Regions from separate parts of the Mus musculus genome. Here region 2 is linked to region 1. A link is a contact called in public targeted proximity ligation data. All regions are on one chromosome and are shown on one strand. The core of a region is the stretch at or near the end of the contact, and the rest is flanking DNA. Distances in the headings are between cores, read along the strand shown.

Region 1 (2,931 bases), core at 31-2,530:
GTAACAGGGGAGCTGCAGTAATAGGGAGGTGCCCTAAATCTCAGCTGTCAGGAAGGACACTCAACACAAAGTACCCGAGCCACGGGCAACCCGCAGGTCAACAAACAAGTTCTGACCTGATTCTCATACCTGACACAAACTTAACAGACCTGAGATTTCAGCACAAACGGTGACGTATTACCCTTTTAGAAATAGGGAAATATCTCTGGGCCCTAGGGCATGTTGAAGCATTCTTAGACACCACACCAAGAAGACAAAAGAAAGAAAAGTTGAACCTCACCAAGATGAGAAGTTTCCCTGCACACACCTGCCTGGCAGGGGAGGCGCCTGTGGTGGTGAGCGTGGTTTTCCCAGGGCGAGGCTTCTCCTCGGCATTACAAATGTGCTGACCTCTGTGATTTCCCTAAATATGGGAAACAGGTGCACAGTGGTAGTGGGTACTGCATTCACATTCTCCCCAGGAAAGGGGGAGGGAGGGAGGGAGGGAGGGAGAAAGAAAGGAGAGAAGAAGGAACAAAGGAAGGAAGGAGAGAAGGAAGGAAGGAAGGAGAGAAGGAAGGAAGGAAGGAGAGAAGGAAGGAAGGAGAGAAGGAAAAAGGAAAAAAAACAAAGGCAGGCAGGCAGGCTTCCCTTCACAAAACCCAGACAAGGAGCAATGGTCAGCTATGGGGAGAGGCTGGTCACAAATCATATACCTGACCAAAGACACTTTCCCGGCAAATGTCGTCTCAGCAGCAAATAAACCTGATGCCCAGCCATGATGGACAGGGATGATGTGTTGTCTCTCCATGATGGACAGGGAGAGGGATGCTCCTGCAGAGGACGTGATGGCTGCAGACCAGCCCAGAACCAGGGTGTCCTGATTCAGCACACACCCTGAGAGTTTGAGTGAAGGGAGGGGTGAACCCGGTGCTGGTGAGGCTGTAGACAAACTGGCCTCTCACACCTTGCTGCAGACAGGACCAAGGGCTCCTCCCTCTGCAAACTTTGAAGATCTAAGCACAGCTTGTACCTCGGCAATCACATTCTCGGGCACTTAGCCCGGTAGAGTGAAGCTTGTGTCCACATAATAATGTCCACTGGAGCCTGCGTGGTAACAGCCTCGAACTGGGCACAACCCAGATACAGATAACCTTTCCTGGTGAAGGTTGGTACACACACAGCATGGACACCTTCCAGCCACAGAGGTCGTGGTATGTCAGCAACCCACAGAGTTCTCCAGGGAACTGTGAGAGAACCTCCCACCACAGTACTCAGTACATCCTTCCGCCTCCAAACGGCAAAATGATAAAATGGAAGAGAGCTTGCTGGTTTTTACAGGAGGGAAAGGAGAGGTGGGTGTGGTGAGTGGCAAAGGACAGCGGGACAATGACTTGGTGTGGGACAGAACCCATCGGCTCGTTCTTACATTTGCCAGACTCAGGCGTCGGTTAACTGAGCTAATATTCCACTTGCTGTGCACTATGTCTTCCTTTCGATGAGCTGCATCTTCCTCCTGCTACTTCATCAACACTAAACTACCGATCAGCTCATGTGACAGCCATCAGCTCCTGCTTGTCACGTCACCCTCTTGTACTCTTTGGTTTCCGTTGATTACGGCTCTTCCACCCACAGACCAACCCTCAAGTTTGTAAGCTGTTTCCAAGCACCAGAAGATAACAGCCCAGCTCTGCAGGACTAGAGATAACCATCAAGTTCCTTGGCAAAATCTTGGCACATGGTTCTCAATAAATATTCTTTTAAATAAAAAGCCACGGTTTATTTAATATCTGAACTTCTGGCTCACACAGATGACTGTCCGTCTGGGTGAGCATTTACCCGAGTACTCATCCCTTCTCTTGCCTTGCATCCACTACTCTGTCTACCCTGTAATTTTTTACTCATCTTGGATGTTACTTGGTAAAATACAGATCATTGGCTGAGCATTGAACGCAACGAAGTTGTGTGTGTGGCTCTGTGGCTCACCACAAGACATACCCAGGGGAAACCATATAAGGGATGCCATAGTGCCAGAGCCCCACCTCCTGCCCAGGGGACTACATGGTAGATTTTATAGGAAATACTTTCTTTGCTTCTCCTGTCCTGTCATTTACTCTGTATTTAAACAACTATTCTTTTTTTCATTCATTTGTTCGTTCATTCATTCATTCATTCATTGATCCATTTAGTTGCCCATCTATCCATTTTTAGGCCCAAATGTCCCGGCACAGTAGCTTAGTCCCACTGTTTCAAATCACGTAAGGTCATGCATCATTGATCTGGCATCTCATTGTAAACTGTGTCATTTGCACAGAGTTGTATTTTGCCCCCTTTCACTGGGATGGAGAAATGAGTTTACCGGTATGAGGCTTGACTTATCTGATACCTCTTTTGGAGTGCCAGGTGTGGCCGTGGTGTGCTGCGTGCATCCTTGAGTGTCTGTTGTGCACACTCACATGCTGTGTGCACAACAGACGTGTCTGCCGTGCACCCTCCCATAGCCCCACGGCTGCTGCAGCCCACTCCCTCCTACCAGCAGTACCTTGAGGTCCTCCCCACTCAATATTCATTCCCTGCAATGTTATTCTTGTGACTTTTGAAGACCCTTGGTGGGTATCTTCGCTGTACTCATTGGTTTTCTGCTGCTGTGATAAAATACCACAGCCAAAAGTAACTTAGAGAAGAAAGAGTTCATTTGGCCTTGGCCCTAGGAGAATAGAGTCCATCACGGGCTAGGCACGTTGTAGCAGCAGGAACAGGATGCTGGCTGATCACATTGTTATCCACACACAGGAAGGAGAAAGGGTAAGAAGTGGGATGAGACCACAGCCCCTTGAAGCCCACACCCAGTAATGTACTTCCTCCAGCAAGGCTCAACTTCATCAAAGGTACCATAACCTCCCCAGACAGCATCGCCTACTAAGAACCAAGTGCTCAAATACACAAACCTAT
Region 2 (3,205 bases), core at 608-3,107, 55 kb before region 1:
ATATAAAGCATTGGAAAAGCCCAGTAACTTCTCCCTGTGCTGAGAACAGAATCTGCCCTCTGCTGCTGAAATTACACTACCCAACTTTCCCTAAGCCTGCCTGCCTTGCTGGCTGTTGGTGGAAGAACATCGAATTCCAGCAGCCAAGGATACAACCAGCTCTGCTGTAGCTCGAATAGCAGGCCTCTGCTCACTTGAAATACAAGGGCATCGACCCAGGCAAGTGTCAGAGCGTCACAGAGCTTATTTAACACTTTTATTAACATATCTATGCACCAAGAAATCTTCCAAGGTTTGTCCTCCACCCTATGCCCTACTGGCCTGCCTCCTCGTGTGGGTTCAGGCTTGCTCCAAGACAGTTTCTGTGTCGTCTTCAGCGTTTTCTGCCTCCTCCAACTGTGGGCTGAGAGGGGCCTGATCTTCCAACAGGGCTGTGGGAAGCTTGGAACTGGACTTTGCAGGTGTGTCAATTTCTGGAGAGACCTCACGCAAGGAGGGCTGTGGAGAGATCCGAGAGCCCTCGCGCGACCGCAAGGTACCAGAGGTCATGGATGGAACCCTGGAGCCCTTGCGTGACGGGGTCGCGGATGAGACACGCGAGTCCTTGCGTGATGGAGTCAGAGATGAGACTCGAGATCCTGGATGTGATGGACTCCGGAGAGCAATCACTGACCCAGCCTTCTGAGATAGGCCCGGAAGAGACTCACTGGACAATATAGATGGAGTCTTGGAGGGTCGGTGTGACAGATCCATGGATTGGCCCCGGGAGGTTGGAACTGACTGGGGCGTAGCCTGGGCTTTTAAAACGTGACTGGTTGACCCGATGCGCAAGCTGGGTTGGAGGCTTTGGGGTGGCTGCCAGAGCGGTGGCCCCCCGGGGCCCCTTTGCAACCAGCCGTGCATTTGCTCCAGGTTCTTCAAGTCCACATGCTCCCGGCGCAGCTGCTCCCGCTGCTCTAGCAGCTGCTGTCGCATGTCCTGCAGTAACTGGGTCCTCTGGAGAAGTCTCATGAGTTCTTGTCGGAGATACCCGTTGTCCGCCTTGAGGGCCTGTGCGTGGGAAATGAGGGAACGTGCGGCCTCCCGCTCGGAGCGGCGCGTCAGGGACTGCACTTGCAGCCGCGCCTCCCGCTCGAAAGCCGTCTTCTCATCTAGGAAGCGTCGCTTCACCCCGTGGAGGAGCTGCGTGTGCTCCACGCGCATGTGCAGCAGCTCGCGCTCCAGGGTCCGGATTCGCGCCAGCTGCTCCAGCTGCAGCTCCTACATGGGGTGGGGTGAGGGTTGGGGAGCAGGGGGCGCCGATCAGCGCACCGGTAGGGAGCGCGCCCATCCCTCTGGAGCCCGCCCGGTCCTCGGGGGGCGCGCGCACTGGCCTTGTAGGGCTGGAGCTCCTGCACCCGCTGCGTCATGTTTTCCGCGCGCTTCTTCATTTCCTGCAGCTGAGCGCGCACCCCGTCCTCACGGCCGTGGTAGAAGGACGCTAGCTCCGCTCGCTGCCACCGGATCTGCGCCAGATCCATGCGGTTCTGGTCTTCGACGCGCACGACGGCGTTGGCGCAGCGCAGAGCGTGCGCGCTCACGTAACCGACATAAAGCCGGTTCTCTTCGCGCAGGCGCTGCGCCTCTCTGTTCAGGAACTCGTTGTCCTGCAGCACCTCGTCGATCCGCTGCTCACAGGCCACCAGGCTTTCTGAGAGCAACGCGTACTCGCGCTGTAGGTACTGCGCGCGCTCCGAGAGCGGTTGCTCTGTAGTTTCCTGCTTGCGCCCCGCGTTTTGTCCGCGCTTCTTCTTGGGCGCCATGGCTTGAGGCCCAAGCCAACTGGACTCATGAGAGCGCTGTGCTCCACCCGCTCCCCCAGCTCAGTTACTCTCCCTTCTTAACCCGAAAATTCTGGAGAACTGCACCCTAGGTTCAAGGGTGTGTCTTCTGATTATGAGGTTCAGAGCAGGCAGGATTAAGGATCAGAGAGCACCGTGGCCAATCTGTATATAAGCGTTCCCTCCAGACCACAGCTTTCGCATCCTGGTGCGTAGCTCTAGGAATGTTGATGTCCAGCTTGAACAACCTCTATGGAGACAGAACTTGGTTGCAGTGCCTCGACCTCATCCCATTCTGTTGCTCTGGCAACGGCTTGACTCAATCATTCATTCCCTAAGGTTTCTTATATCCTTGCATGATTCTTCAGTTACAGTGTCGCAGGTCAGGCAGAACTTCAGCTTCAAGACACTGAACTAACTTCCAAGTGCCCAGCCTCCACTCACCCGGGTCTTAGTGCTCTTGCTTTCACTCCACTAGCTGCGCTTCAGGCCCCACAGCATAAGGGGACTCTCACCGACGCTCCCTCCTCTATCCAGCTTTGAGCGAGCTCTCCCCCTTTCCTTGTGAAGTCTTCATGCTCTCAGGATGAAGCCTCCCCACAACATTTGTTTATTTGTGGAGACAGAGTTTCCCTGTGTAACAAAGCTCAGGTTGTCCTGGACTCGCTTTGTAGACCAGACTGGCTTCAAACTCGCAGACATCAGCCTGCCTTTGCCTCCGGAGTGCTGGGATTAAAGGCATTCACCACCACGCTCAGCTCCACACAGCATTTCTAAGGGGACGCTTGGCATCTAAAGCCTTGATGGAATGCTACTACCTTTCAGATAAAATGCACGATGAACAACGGTCTTCATTTCATAATCCAAGCGCTGGAGACTCGGTAGCCAAACCAAAGGGAAACTTTATTTTACAGCCTTGCTAAGTCTGCGCAACCTATTGAAAGGGCAAAAGTAGCTAGTCTGCAAGTTTGGCTCAAAACAGTGATATATATATATATATATACACACACACACACCTATATATCCCCCCCCCCCTCCGAATTCCTCATTGGCTAGGTTCTTCAGGGAGGTAAAATTTTCCCTACTTCTCTGATTGGCATAGAAACTTTCCCATCCTTCTGGGGTTCAAAATCTCCCCCCCTTTCCATTTACATGGGCTCAGTCCCTTAGTAGATCTGTGATAAATTTAAAAGGGCCCACGTAGGAAGGTGCCAGATGCAAGCTAGAGAAGCCAGGGACCTAGTGCTTCCTGCTTGTCTGTGGGCCATTAATGAGTGCTAAGTGCCCCTCAGGTTAAAAATGGACTCTTTTGCCCACTTTTTATTTTTATTTTTTGGCCAGTGCACTTTTCCACGAGGCCCATCCATTCTACCTTCTTAGCTTTC

The links.
Region 2: a contact with region 1 is called in a targeted proximity ligation map of memory CD8 T cells, with 274 read pairs. A contact is called at or near these places in 9 of 39 promoter capture datasets (the 3T3-L1 cell line, 3T3-L1-derived adipocytes, the HPC-7 cell line and 3 more), 1 of 484 Hi-C or Micro-C datasets (embryonic stem cells), 8 of 130 datasets of targeted methods (double positive thymocytes, embryonic stem cells, forebrain and 3 more) and 3 of 9 other capture datasets (adipose tissue, liver and pancreatic islet).

Annotation. Positions count from the first base shown.
Region 1 is chr15:76,036,156-76,039,086 of GRCm38.p6, forward strand. The region is part of intron 7 of Iqank1 (IQ motif and ankyrin repeat containing 1); the gene reads left to right. Among named protein-coding and RNA genes, the nearest start is that of Mir6952, 27 kb to the right of the region's middle.
Region 2 is chr15:75,980,428-75,983,632 of GRCm38.p6, forward strand. Ccdc166 (coiled-coil domain containing 166) reads right to left here and starts at 1,858. Exons shown (of 2, transcript NM_146059.2): 1 at 1,374-1,858; 2 at 1-1,260. The coding sequence starts at 1,802. The coding sequence ends at 340.